Regions from separate parts of the Pan troglodytes genome. Here region 1 is linked to region 2. The links are chromatin contacts, called in public HiChIP or PLAC-seq maps. All regions are on one chromosome and are shown on one strand. The core of a region is the stretch at or near the end of the contact, and the rest is flanking DNA. Distances in the headings are between cores, read along the strand shown.

The links. HiChIP or PLAC-seq counts read pairs in DNA pulled down with a chosen protein or histone mark.
Region 1: a contact with region 2 is called in an H3K4me3 HiChIP or PLAC-seq map of stem cell-derived excitatory neurons, with 4 times the contacts expected there. The contact joins the promoter of ANTXR2 here to the promoter of PRDM8 in region 2. A contact is called at or near these places in 1 of 7 Hi-C or Micro-C datasets (blood) and 1 of 1 datasets of contacts at active chromatin or transcription factors (stem cell-derived excitatory neurons).

What each region holds. Positions count from the first base shown.
Region 1 is chr3:50,066,128-50,073,374 of NHGRI_mPanTro3-v2.0_pri, forward strand. It overlaps ANTXR2 (ANTXR cell adhesion molecule 2), which reads left to right and starts at 2,765. Exons shown (of 17, transcript XM_001145172.6): 1 at 2,765-3,696; 2 at 4,447-4,518; 3 at 6,592-6,663. The coding sequence starts at 3,545.
Region 2 is chr3:49,956,581-49,963,772 of NHGRI_mPanTro3-v2.0_pri, forward strand. It overlaps PRDM8 (PR/SET domain 8), which reads right to left and starts at 2,303. Exons shown (of 7, transcript XM_016951536.4): 1 at 1,429-2,303. The coding sequence starts at 2,067. LOC129143721 (a long non-coding RNA gene) reads left to right here. Exons shown (of 2, transcript XR_008547504.1): 2 at 2,061-4,223.

The DNA of each region.
Region 1 (7,247 bases), core at 1,515-4,014, 110 kb after region 2:
GCTGTTGATACAAATTTCCTGAAAATGTCAGCCTGTTTCAGTTCTCTTATGGGAAGACAGGGAGATTTATGTATTCAGGTTGGACCGAAATGTGAAATGAGAAGTGGCAACACATACCTGGAGACTGGAGGGCTGCAGAAGTAATCAGAATTTTAGAACCTCAAGAAAAGATGAAGCCAAGGAGGACAGAATTAAGGTGCTTTAAGGACTTTCTTAATTAGTCTCAGGACTAATTAAGGACTTGCTTCTAGTGCTTAATTATTTGAAAATTATGAAGGCTGTATGTTTCCTTCTTACAAAAGTAAAAGTTATCTTCCATCTAGCTAGCCCCTTGCCCCTCAGTATCTTCCTCACTCCATCAGGTAAAAAGTGGCAGATTGATGCAGTTGATAGTGGTGGAATTTCCATCCCCAAGTGACCAGTTGGCAAAGAGTGAGAAGGGATGTTAGCCACCCTCCATTCAATCTTTGACATTTGTAATGAGCATATTTTCAAAATGGAGGTCTGCCAGTATATATTAAAGTTTTCATCCATTCATAACTCTCAGGTTAGTTGCTATAGTGATGATGGTCCAAGGTACCATTTTATTTTGCCTTTGTTAAAATAGAGATGATAAGACTGACAGAATGTACTCTGTGTTCATAAGACACCAAATTATAAACAAGACCTAAGACCATGCCAGGCAAAGGTCAAGTAACACATTCCTACACTTAAAAAATAAACTATATTCTAACTGCCAAAAGGGTTTTCTTTTTCTCTAGCATCTAAACAAACACTGGCCTCCAGATAAGCAATATTGAAACAATTGCATCTTACTGACTGCAAGACACTAATTAATTAATCCTCCACCCCTACTCCTGTTCCACAAGCCATAACTACAGCTTTGACTGGACAAGAGACTGATTTTAATAACTCTCCTGATAAGAGACCACTGACCGTAGACTGGTTCTGGTTGGTTTACAGAGGCTGTGGCACTGAGTGCCTTCATGTCTTCTGTTTCACCTTTTGACAAATAGGGCCTAATTATAATACATTTAATTGTTAAGTCTCCACCTCAAAGTGAACATGAGACATATGCAACTTGCATGTTTGCTTACTATTCATGTTTGCTTACTAAGCATGCATGTTGCATAGGTCCCATGTTCACTTTGATGTGGAAACTTAACCCACCTGCTTCAGAAATATGCATAGTTCATGTACCCCTTGCTTCAGAAATATTCATAGTTCCTCCTATAACCTGTTGAATATGTATACTTGGCCAACTCATTTAGCATAAATTCCTGTTCCACCCTTTCCTCCCTCAAAGTGCCTGCTTTTTGTCTCTGCCAGAGGCTACACTTCCCAGCCTGTCAAGATGTCCAGCCTGCAGCTGTAACCCTTTATAAGAAATGAAGTTCTCCTTTCCAAATTTATGAACCTCAGGATTGTTTGTCAACATGTTGCTACTGCAATAGTCTCCTAACTGCTCTCCCTGTTGTCACTGTTGCTAACTCCAAATTCATTGTCTCATTGCAGCCAGAATGATCTTTGAAAAACACAGATCATATCAATTCATCTGCCACTCCACTCCTGGGCTTAAACCCCTCTAATAACCTCCTGTCACACTCAATATTAAATATCTGAATTCCTTATCTCAGTAAACAAAGCCTCACATAATCTGGCCCTTGCCTATTTCTCTTACATCGTCTTACCTGCAAAGCTCCAGCTACACAGTTTTTTATTTCTTTTTTGAATATGCTAAGCTAATGTCTATGGACCTTTGCAGTAACTCCAAATGTTTCCCCTTAGAGCTCTTGGAATGACTGGGTCTTTTTTGTTAGTCACCGAGTCTGTCATTCTTTATCATCACAATATTTTAAATTTCTACAAGCCACCTTTCCAATATGGACATTTTTTTCCTTGCTATGTATTTATTTCTTATTGTCTGTTTTCACTCTTCAGCCAGACTGTCAGCTTCATGAAAGCAAGGGCTTGTTATCTTGTTCTGTGCACTAACCTCCACTTCTGGAACAGTGCCTAGCAAATAATAGGCACTCAATGAATCTTTGTTAAAGTAACTAATTTTTATCTTCAAAGAGCTGACATATCTGGTTGTATATCAAATATAATAAATGAAAAGTTAAATACATATGGCAACAAACAGAAGAGATGTATATGTAAGTACTACATAAAGTATTGATTTTGTTAAAAATGAAAAGGTAGTTAGGTTCTAAAAGCCAGTTTTGACTAAGGGAGGGCGGAAGTCACAGAGGTGGGGGGAAGAGAGAGGAGGGAGAGCAGAACTAGTAGACAGAGGATTTGTGCACAAACTTGAGTGCTTGCACAAGTTTTGCAAAGGAGACCTAGCTTGCCCAAAGCTGAAATTCTCCAAAACTGGAGCTTGCAGGGAAATGACAGTGGGCTGAAATATTTTGAGGTACAACTTTCCACTCCCAAAGAGGCCTGCTATCCCCTCCCACTCCCCACTCCGGCCTTTCCTTGGCTTGGCTTTTTTTAAAGAAAAAACAAAAACAAAAAAGCTAAGCAGGTTTCTTTAGAAAAAAAAGAGGAAGTTCATAAAGAGTGTTTGTGGTAGTAGGGGGTGGGGTGGAGTGAGGAGTGAGGAGGCCGTCACCTCCCATGGAATCCTTAGTCTTGGGTTTGTAAACCACGCATAGGGGCTGTTTTAGCACAGCTGCTAAAATAGGCCAGGCCTGCAGGATATACGGGTATGTTTAGTTTCTAGATAACTTTTGTTTTTCTAAACTCCTTCTTCCCTTTCCCAAATCTGGCAAGCGTTAGTCATCTTCAACTCGGCAGGAACCCACAAGTGTGCGTGTGTGGCTCGGAGGCTTCAGCTGGGGCCCCGCCCTCGTCCCCAGGCGCACACTGACACACGCAGCCCAGACCCGGCCCGAGCGCGCTCCTGGCCTCGGCGTGGCTTCTCTCCAGCCGGGAGTCCCAGGGCCAGCTAGCCTCCTCCCCTAAAGGGGACGGCCTGTCAGCGCAGTGCCAGAGTCCAGCACCGGGAGGAAAGTTTCGGAGTGCGGAGGGAGTTGGGGCGGCCGGAGGAGAAGGGTCTCCACTCCTAGTTTGTTCTGCCGTCGCCGCGTCCCAGGGACCCCTTGTCCCGAAGCGCACGGCAGCGGGGGGAACTTCAGCCCTCCAGGCGGGGTGGGTTCCAGGTCCGGGTCCCAGGCGGGCGCTGGAGGCTCGGCCCCAGGCCGGAGAGGAACTCCTTTCGCGAGCTGTCGCCGTGGGCCCGCATTGTCTGCAGGAACTCTCCGGAATCGGGAGGGGGAGGACTGGATCGCGCTTCCACTGGGATTCGTCAAGAGTTCCGGCGGCAGCTGCGGCGGTGGCGGAGACTCCCTTTGTCCTCTCAGGACCTCCCTCTCTCCCTCCCTCTGTCAGCTGGTGGGTCCCGCTGCCGCAGGCGCCGGCGCCTCAGCTGCTCGCCGCCCCCCACCCCAGAGTGCGTGCCGGGTGACTCCCGCCACCTTTGCGACCCTCCTGAGCTTAGGGGACTGCGAGCGGGAGGGAGTCGCAGGCCCCCGGCCGCAGGATGGTGGCGGAGCGGTCCCCGGCCCGCAGCCCCGGGAGCTGGCTGTTCCCGGGGCTGTGGCTGTTGGTGCTCAGCGGTCCCGGGGGGCTGCTGCGCGCCCAGGAGCAGCCCTCCTGCAGAAGAGCCTTTGATCTCTACTTCGTCCTGGACAAGTGAGTGTGCGAGGGAGGTCCAGGGTCTTCTGGTGAGGGCCGCACTGGATCAGCTGGGGCTGAGGCTGAGATGCGTGTGCGCACCCCGGGGAGTGGTGTTGGAAACCCGCGGAGGGGTGCCCTGTTGCTGTCTTCTTTCAAAGGGCAAGCGCGTTCGGATCTGTGTGGGCGGAGATCAGCGGGGTGGGCGGTAGTGATTGGAGCCCCGGGCTACTTGGCTCTTTGGGGAGTTGGGGTATTCACTGTTTGCCAGTCTTTGGGCCTCTTGGGAAATGGGAGTGTGGCCTCTTGCGGGCCACGCTCCATCGGCCACAGAGTCCTTACCCACCTCCTCGACCCTGCTCGTACGCAGGCTAAAGTTTGCCTGGTGTTATCCTAATCATAGCGCTTTCATTGGAGGCAGGAAAAGCCTAGGGTTAACATGCCTAATGTGGTTTGCATTTCCTGCGAAGAAAGGCTTTTGTGTTTACTCTGAAGAGCTGGGTTCCACTCTAAACAATTAGGCAGGTATTTACCCACCCCAGAAAACGGGCTGACTTCTTCTTCTTTTTTTTTTGACGGAGTCTTGCTCTGGGGCTGACTTCTTTAACTCTGGGTACCACCAAAGTTTCAGCTACAGATACCCTTACTTAGCTTGAAGAAGAGGCCAGGTGCCCCCATGTTCGTGGCATTGAAGAAGGAACCATTTCAAAATGTTTACTTTTCAGTTCCGTGTTTTGTTTCTCTGATCAGTTCAATTTCATCTTTCAGGTCTGGGAGTGTGGCAAATAACTGGATTGAAATTTATAATTTCGTACAGCAACTTGCGGAGAGATTTGTGAGGTATCTTTCTTACTTTACTTTTCTAGGCAGTGGAGAAGTAGAGCAAAGTGTAGAATTTCCCTTTTCTGAAACCTTTTGTAGGAAAATCTTTTCCTGAAATGTTACTTTTAAGTGCCTCAAGGTCGTATTGCACACATGCTGTTATTAGGACAGCCCTTCAGTCCTTGAGGGCTTATTTCATCTGGATCCCAGAAACTTGGCTCAGACTCTGGGGAAGCATCTTCAAATACTATTCCAAATGTCTTTTTCTTTCCGAATTTTCATCTGTTTTGAATTTCAGTTATGCTTTCTCATAATTTATCACATTAAAAAATAAATTTTATGTGAATAGTATCCATAATATATTTTTCTTTCCACACATTTCTTAGCATTATAGAGGCCTTCATTAAAACAAACAAAAAGTGTTGGAAAACTTCAAATGAACATGTGTTAATAACCCGCTACCAGAAAAGGCACTTGTGTGTGTGTTTAAAGCAACGACTTGTGTTTACACAATGTGTGGGTGTGTGGTTGGTTTAAAATTTAACTGTTCTATATATGCAATAAGCATCACCAGGAAAGACTGGTTTCCTCTCCTATAAAAAGCATTACTGGTATGAAATCCAGCTTACTCTCTTATTTAGAGGTAACTAGGAATTAGTGGCATCTCCTATTTAAAAATAACCTCAGGACACTAGGCTTTTGAGGCTTTTTTTTTTCCTTCTTTTTTTTTTAAAGAAAAAATGCAATGAGCAAACACAAGTTTATCAAGATAATGGAAAGGACATGAATAGGAACTGTATCATTAAATATTGCTTCTTTCAGTCTTGTTAGCCCAAATGTTTTCTGTAAAACAGGCTTGGATGATCAAAACATTTTGAAAGTCATGTTGCAAGTAACTTCAAACAATCTGTAGAGGCCTAGGCAATCCTTGCTTTCAGTTATTGGCAGCAGTAAAGTTATCCCTATAAAAATGTATGCCTGTCCATGTTCAATCATCAGTCCCTTGCTTAAGAAGCCAAGTTTAACACTCATTTCTGGACAGGGTCTGAGGTAAAACTGTCTAGGAAAGAAAAACAAACAAGATCCTATGTCCCTAAATGTCAAAGGCAGAACAGACAGTTGTTTATAAATTTTCTAATTTAATCCTTCAATGTGAAAAGGGTGTCATGTAGATTTTGATCAAAAGCAATGAATCACATCACTACAACATTTTAAAGAAGCAAGCTCTTATCTTAACTCATTGATCTGGTTTTTAAGTTGGAATTCTATAATACACAGTTGTCTGGCTCAAGCCTAGTTGCTCAATTACTAATAATACATTGTAGGAAGTGAATAAGGGGTGACTAAAGAAGAGACTGACTTTTAAAATATGTAGAAGCCTTTGAGAGGATTCTGATTTTCAGTTTATAGATTCTAGTTTCATATCTTCAGTTTTGAATCTTAGTAGTAGTTGCAGAGAGTGTCCGAGAAGCAAGAACCATTCTGTGAGAGACATGCCTAAAACTTGAAAGATAGCTGACTGGGGCACTTGTTGCCAATGGAAAATAGCATGTTTGAGACTTAGAAAATAAAAAATGCCTAAGCAGAAAGTGATTTATTGTTTCTTTCACATTTTCCATGACTCTTTAAGTAGTCTTACTTCAGGATGACTTTTTTATAGACTCATATCATAGTTATGGTCATTAAGTCAAACTGGGTACTCTCCACCCATAAGTATTGATAACCATAATCATTTTGAAGGGCCTGGCCACCTTTAAAGGAAATGTTGTAGAAAACCAAGGGAAGAGGAATTTTCTACGAAAGAATTTTACATCAGCTTAGAATTTATCTTTCCAGTTAGTCTCTTTCTAAATGCAAGTCCTTATGGGTCATGGAGGAGTATGTGAGTGCTGGGAAGCATTGACTAAATCCAAAATGACTTATGCAACAATGTTAAGCAGAGTTCGTCTATTTACTTAGGGAATGTCATTTAAAAGAAGCCTGGACCATTCAGTGAGACCAATTTTAAATGAAACTCCCTAACTATACATCTGTATCGTATCAATATTTCTTTTTAAAAATGTTTTAACTGCCTCTTTTCTTATTTTGCAGCCCTGAAATGAGATTATCTTTCATTGTGTTTTCTTCTCAAGCAAGTATTATTTTGCCATTAACTGGAGACAGGTTAGTGCATTATCATTTCACTGCAGGCTTTTAGTAGAGATGAATTTTAAAGGCATGATTGATATTTCCAAGTGGTGATTCAGGCCTCTCAGTGGAATCAAGCAGATGCACAGACAATTCAGTTCTCTAATAGAAGGGAAAGGAGGTATGAGTAATATAAAAGAGCAGTTAATCTGAAAATCAATATCATTTATAGTGGCTGTGGAATGTGCAGTGAAATCTAGATCCCTGTCTTAGTTGTATATTCACCACTTCCTACCTTCCCCGGCCTCTCTGTTACTGTAAGCAGTTCTACATTTTTCTTGTTTAGATATAATATATTAATCAACCAGGAATTTGAAGAACATTGAGGGGGAGAAAGATATGGATCCTTTTGGATAATTTCCTAGATTCAGTAGCCATCCTGGATTTCTCGTCTTTCTCTGAGGTCCATTGATGCTGAATATATTCACCTTTATAAGGGAACTTAGTATATATCAATATGTATACCAATATATCTCTATATCTATCTACCTATCTATCTAATCTCCTTAGTGCTTTTTAAAAGGTGTCTTTTCCAGACCAATGTCACAGTATTTCATATG
Region 2 (7,192 bases), core at 1,053-3,552:
CCTTGCCGGTGAGTCTGCTCCACTTCAGGACCGCATTTTTATTGAAGTGCACCCTATTATTTCGCTAATGAGTTGCGGGTCTCCTCAGTTTCCCTTCTGTCCTTGCACATTCCTCTAGCGAGGCTTTTTGTGAAATTGTAGGAAAACAAGTCTAGTAGGTCAGAGATCGCATTTGCTCGTGTAAGGGATTAATAAAGCTCTTGTCTGATGCTGCTTTTTAGAATTACGTTCGGGATTAAAAGACAGACTCAACACAGGCACATATTTTGCATCGCTGGTGGTTGTGATTAATTTTTCCGAGGGGATTTGGGCCGGGAGCTTACGGAACGTGCTCTCTGGGTCTAAAACCCGACGACCTCGGCGCACGGGCGAGCGGAGGGTCTGGGGGCACTGTGGGCACGCGCCAGAACACTGGGGGATTAGAGAGGACATCGGACGGGCGCGGAGTTGCTAGCCACTGCGGCCTTTCAATATCCCTTCCCTCCCTTTCCCCACCCCCAGCGCAACTGCTTCTGAAAAAAAACGGTGAAGACTGTCCGGGGAGGCAGTCTTTAGGGTTTTGGAGAGAAGTGGGGGGGCGGGGGAGAGAGAAAGAGAGATACTTTTGACTGTCATGACTTTTCGGGGTGAGAAAGGGGCTCAGTACAAAGCCACTGAACTTTAAGCATCCGTCTAGCAAGGGAAATCCCCAGCTCTGCATTCCAGGGAAGCGCCGCCCCAAATGCATAACTCACCCCCTAATCAAACAGTCGCCGTGCCCCGTCCCCCGAAAAGAATGACTTCAACCTCTGAGAGCTGCCATTCTCAGGGCTGCTTTCGCGAGCACCCAGGGAGGCACCTATGGAGAGGAGCCAGAGCCAGAACCTGAGCGTGAAACACGTCCATCCCCTCCACACTACCTTCCGGCGGGCGACAAACCCTCCCCCCGCCAGTGATCAGAAAAGAGAAGGAAAAGTACCGGGGTGCAAGCGGGGAGGGAGGGGGAAGTAAGAAAACAAGCGCAGAGAGAAAGAGGAAGAGAGGACGAAGGAGGGGGGAGAGAGAGAGAGAAGCAAAAAGGAAACGAGAGAGGAGTACAGTTAGAACTGAGAAAAATGGGGAAGGGGTGGTCGCGGTGGGCGGTGGGCATTACCGCTTTCCAGCGGAAGGGGGCATCTTTGCGGCAGAGGCAGCGTTCCCCGGGGCGGGGGCGGGACGCCGGGGCAGAGCCAGCCCTGTAGCCCCGGCCCCGGGGTGCTGGCGCCCTCTTCTGGCTGCTGTGCGGCCGCTCCCTGCTTCTCGCGGGTGCTCTGGTCCAGAAACTGTTCCGCCCTCCGCGCCCAGGATGAAGGGGCAGAGGGGAGGAAGGTCAAGAAAGAGAGAGGGTTGGGTACCGGAACGCTCAGGCTCCTCCTTCCCCGCCCTTCGCCTGCCCCGCGGCTTCCTTACCTGGGGACTGTGGGGCTCCTTCCCCGTGAGCGCAGCTACTGCGGGCCCCTCGGCGGCCGCGCTCCCACCCCAATCGGAGCCTGCCGAGGAGCCCGTCCGCCTCGCGAAATGGCCCCGGTCTCTGCTGCAGCAGCTGGGAGGGAGGGAGCGACCGCCGGCTGCTGCCGGGCGGCGTCTGGGGGCCGCGAGCCGAGCGCAAGGAGAAGCCATCTGGAGCCTCGGCAGCGGGCGGGGGGTGGGGGTGCAAGACAAGGGGCCAGGCTGCTCGGCCCCAGGCGGGCGCGGGGCAGGGCTCTGGCGTGGGAGTGGCGCCCAGTCGCCCCAAGTACTGCGTGTGTGTCGCGGGAGGGGTGGTGTGGGGAGGTGTGTGAGGGTCATGGCCCCTGGGGAGGAGGAGCGGAGGCCTGCCGTTCTCAAGTCCCGCCGATTACAGGGCAGCCCGGTACCCGCAGGTTTAGCAAAAGAGAGGGGATCCTCCTGGCAACCACCAGCCCCCCTCCAGCCATTCTCCCTCCGGGGAAGGAGAGCTGGGCGAGGACAACCCAAGCACTCCCACACGCTCACACACCCGCTGTCCGTCAGAAGTGGTTTGCTCATTTTCCTCTCTTCCCACCTTGTCCATCCCACTCCAGGAAACATTGCTCCCCAAACGGCACGGATTTTTGGACGCCTCCACCTTAAGACAGCTACTTCAGCCAGAACGTGGGACAGGCACTAACGGGATATCACCCTTGGGGATAAACACGCTCCAGTTTCCTGTGGACGGTGGAAAAGGAAAGAACAGGAGAAGCTGCCAAAGGGATGGGGTGTAGGAAGCTCATCCTTGCACGTTTAGACTAGGGAAGAAGAGAATATTAGGGATGGGGGAGGGGGGAGGATGGGAAGTGTAGTTTTTCCCCTTCCTTCCTTTCATTTCAGATCCCATTAGTGCTTTTATTTCTTTGATTTTGAAAACTATTTCCCTTTCCTGAATCTGGATGCGGGAAGGGAGCGAGCTCAAGGAAATGATGAGCATGGATGAGAGCCAGGGGACAGGAGATATGTCCTGGGAACTCAAACTCTGCTGCTTCGCCACTGTCTCCGAGAGAGATGCCCTGAGCCTTAGCCCAATGTAAAGGGAGCTGATTGGGTGTATGGGCAGTGGCGGGTGGTCTGAGTAAGAAATAAAATGAGGGAAAGCCAGATCTACTCCCATCCCAAAGCATTAAAAGACACACCTCCCCACCCCTCAGCTGTCTTGTGTCCGGCAGAATGGCATTATGTAAAAGATCTGGCATGTCACCCAGTGGCACATCTGGTAGGTGTAGATGGCATTCATTAGCACGGGGCTTCTACTCTGCAGCATGCCAAAGCTCTGACAGAGATGCCCGCTGCCAATCATTCATTGGCTGCCAATCCCCAAGCGCGGCCGGGCGGGATGGCTTCCTTCCACCCTGGCATCAGGAGTGGAGGAAACAATGTGTTGAGATAGAAGAGATGAAAGTGGAGCTGAGGATGCGAGGCACCCAACAGATGTATCCCATGAGGAGATAACGGAGCTAAAAGTCATTTAGCAAGAAAGCATATGCAGGATCTCAGGAGGGAGGCTTGGGCAGGGGGTCTGCTTGCCTAGGGCTGAGCTGAAGGAAAAGCAGGGGAGCCCTTTCAGAAACCTGAAAGTTGAGGTTGCTTCTCTAAAAACACACAAAGACCAAAACCTCAACCCCCTAAGTGTAGGATTTCCCCCTCTCTTTGGTTTGTCACTTGTATCTCTTTTTATCTAGCAACCTAACTACCTCTGTAAAGGTCAACCTTTGTCATGTTTTTTTCTGAAGACCGAGATGAAGAGCACCTTCCTGTTTTAAATTTTGCATAATTCTCATAGACTAGTAATTTGGGGGCTAAGGGGAGGAAGACTGTCAGGCTATCTTCAGTGCATCGTAAAAGGCAAAGGTCTTATTTCCATTATTAGCTTTTCAGAGGGGATAAAGATGAACAAAGGAAAGCAAGGAAATTATTAAAATGGCAAAGGAAGATTAAACACAAAATCCAGGATAGAGATTGCCTTTGAGGTTGTTCTTTTTCTTAGGCTGGGTGGCAATTAACAAAGTGTTCAGCGTAGTTTTTCTTTATGCCATATACATATTTTACATTCTTTTTATCCATTCACAATTTAATAAAGCAACAACAAAACTCAGGGCTTTGAAAGTTTGTGGAACTTGGTGTTTAAGTTGACTCTAACTTAAGCTCTTTAGTTTATATATATAATATATATTTGTGTGTATTATCTATACAATTATACTCTTTTTAGTATATGTTATAAAATATTTGGGACATATACTATAAATTTATTCATATTTTATCTAAAACTGAAACTTCAGTTGGCCATTACATATATTTATTTGCTAAATCTAGCAACCTTGGGTATGTTGGCTCATGGTCACAATATAGCTGCTGTAATTCCAAGCATCAAACCATCGTTTTAAACATGAAGAAAGGAACAGGGGCAAAAAGCTGTGGTTGTTTGCTTAATCAATGAAAATAATACTTTCACTTTCATTAGGCAGACCTGGATCTCCTGGCCACATATACATGCAAAAGAGTTTGGGAAAATTAGCCTTTAAAGTATAAAAAGATAGGGATAAGGGACTGGGGATGGTTGTTGGGTTGCAATCAAAGGTGTCTGACAAAGAAACCCAAGATCAAAGAAGAGTTAATGTTAACATCAAACAAGAGTATAGCTTATCAAGTTTTTTCATTGTTTTAATAAAAGTTTTCTGTTTTCATTATTGTGATTAAAGGGATACTGTTCTTGAGTTTAGCAGTTTCTTTGTGAATTTTATCAAATATTTCAAAATAAGGGCTTGGTCTTAATGTGTTCAGAAGACAGCTAATGTAAAATTTATCTTACATTTAGATGAAATTAGTATTTGCATTAGTAGTATAATTAGAATGTACTTACAAATTTAAGTGAAACAAAGAAAATGATGTTACAAGGACTGGGATTTGAATTCCCATTCTGAGACTCATTGGGTGTGTGACTTTGGGTATTTTATTTATCTAAGTAATATTTCCCCATTTATAAAATGGGTTAATGTTGATGCCTTGGAGGGTTATCATGAACTTTAGAGATCATGATACACATAGAAGGTTTTGAAATGTGGCAATTCTCAGAGACCCAAGAGGAAACAGAAATTCAGCCCAAATGAATCATATTAAGAGATGAGTAGTCTCCCTGTATCTGTGGTTCTGCTTTCTGCAGTTGGAAAATAGGTGAGTACGGTATAAGATATTCTGAGAGAGGGAGAAAGGAAGACCATATTTACATAAATTTTATTACAGTATGTGATGGTTAATACTGAGTGTCAACTTGATTGGATTGAAGGATAAAAAGTATTGATCCTGGGTGTGTTTGTGAGGGTGTTGCCAAAAGAAATTAACATTTGAGTCAGTGGGCTGGGGAAGGCAGATCCACCCTTAATCTGATGGGCGCGATCTAATCAGCTGCCAGCAAATATAAAGCAGGCAGAAAAATGTGAAAAGGAGAGACTAGCTGAGCCTCCAAGCCTACATCTTTCTTCTGTGCTGGATACTTCCTGCCCTTGAACATCAGACTCCAAATTCTTCAGTGTTGGGACTTGGATTGGGCTCTCCTTGCTCCTCAGCTTGCAGACAGCCTATTGTGGGACATGTGATTGTGTAAGTCAATACTTAATAAACCCCTATATATATATATATATGAGGCAAGGAGTTTACTGACTCTGTACATAATACCTTTGACCATATGTGGAGAACCAAGGAACATAACGAAGCTGGTTGCTTGCTCCTAAGTTCAGTGGACAAAATGTGGAAAGAAAATGATGAACTCAGGGATTCTGTCTCCCGGCTTCAGAAGCAGATACTGAGCCTCAAATCTGCTAAGATTGCACTAAGCGAGAGTCTTATCTCATGTAGAGAAGGAGCTAAAATTGTGGAAAAACAGACGCAAGCTCTTATCATGCCTGTGGCTCTCCTGTAATGAAAGATGCATGTACAGCTTTGCCAGGTGTCTACTGTTAAAGTAAGGGCATTGATTGGAAAAGAATGGGACCCCACAACTTGGTATGGGGATGTGTGGGAGGACCCAGATGAAGCTGGGGACACTGAGTTTGTAAACTCTGATGAACCTTTTTGACAGAAGAAACAGCTTCCCCATACACAGTAGTGAAAACATCCCCTCCCCAACCCATGCAGCTATCAGCCTTTCCACCTTTGTCTGAGGAGATAAATCCTGCACTGCCTGAGGCAACAGTGATGGCCTCCCCTGCAGCAGTTATCAGGCAAGATAATGTTGATTCTCCTCAGCAGCCACTCCCAGCTCTTTCGTTTGCTTCTAGACCTATAACTAGATGGAAGTCCTGGAGGGCCCCTAGAGGTGAGGTTGAGAGTGTGACCCATGAGGAGGGACACTATACTCAAAAAGAACTGTTTGAGTTCTCTAATTTATATAAACAGAAATCTGGAGAACAGGCATGGATATTAAGGGTATGGGATAATGGTGGAAGAAACATGGAGTTGGATCAGGCTGAATTTATTGATTTGGGCCCACTAAGTTGGGACTCTGCATTTAATATTGCAGCTTGGGGAGTTAAAAAGTTTCAATAGTTTATATGCTTGGTTAGCTGAAATATGGATTAAAATATGGCCCACTGCCAGTGAGCTGGAAATGCCTAATCTCCATCGGTTTAATGTAGAGGAAGGGATCCAAAGGCTTAGGGAGATTGGGATGATGGAGTGGGTTAGTCACTTTTGACCTACTCATCCCAGCTGGGACTGTCCAGAAGGTATATGCTTGACCAATGCCTTGTGAAACAGATTTGTGAGGGCAGCACCTGCATCTTTGACGAGCCCAGTAATTGCTCTTCTCTATATGTCAGATCTGACAGTGGGAACCACAGTAACTCAACTACAAAATTTAAATACAATGAGAATTATTGGATCCCAAGGTGGCAGGGGCCAAGCGGTAGCACTCAACTGTCAAAGGCAAAGTGGGTATAGCTACCATAATGGACAGCAGAGGCAAAGCAGCAATCAGAATAGTCTGACTCATGTAGAGCTCTGAGCTAATTAATCACAGTGTTCCTAGAAGTGAAATTGACAGGAAGCCTATTATGTTCCTATTTAATTTATACAAGCAGATATCTTCTAGGTCAAATGAACAAAAGACTAATTTGAATTATGAAAACAGAGAATCATAGCCCCTCAATCAATTTCAAAACTTGAGCTGGTTTGCAGACCCAGAACCCCTTGAATGAAAGGGAGGCCAGGTCCCCTTGAGGAAGGACCCCACTGTATTACCAACAATTTATGCAGTGAATCTTTCTCCCATCCTCCCCCAAGGAGACCTCCAGGCTTTTACCAGCATAACTGTGCACTGGGGAAAGGGCAATGATCAGACATTTCAGGGACTGTTGGACACTGGCTCTGAGCTGACACTGATTCCAGGGGACCCAAAATGTCATTGTAGTCCTCCAGTTAAAGTAGGGGCTTATGGAGGTCAGGTAATTATGGAGTTTTAGCTCAGGTCTGACTTACAATGGGTCCAGTGGGTTCCCAGACTCATCCTGTGGTCATTTCCCCCATGCCAGAATGCATAATTGGCATAGATACACTTAGCAGCTGGCAGAACCCCCACATTGACTCCCTGACTGGTAGGGTGAGAGCAATTTTGTTGGGAAAGGCCAAATGGAATCCATTAGAGCTGCCTCTACCTAGAAAATTAGTAAACAAAAAACAATATTGTAAC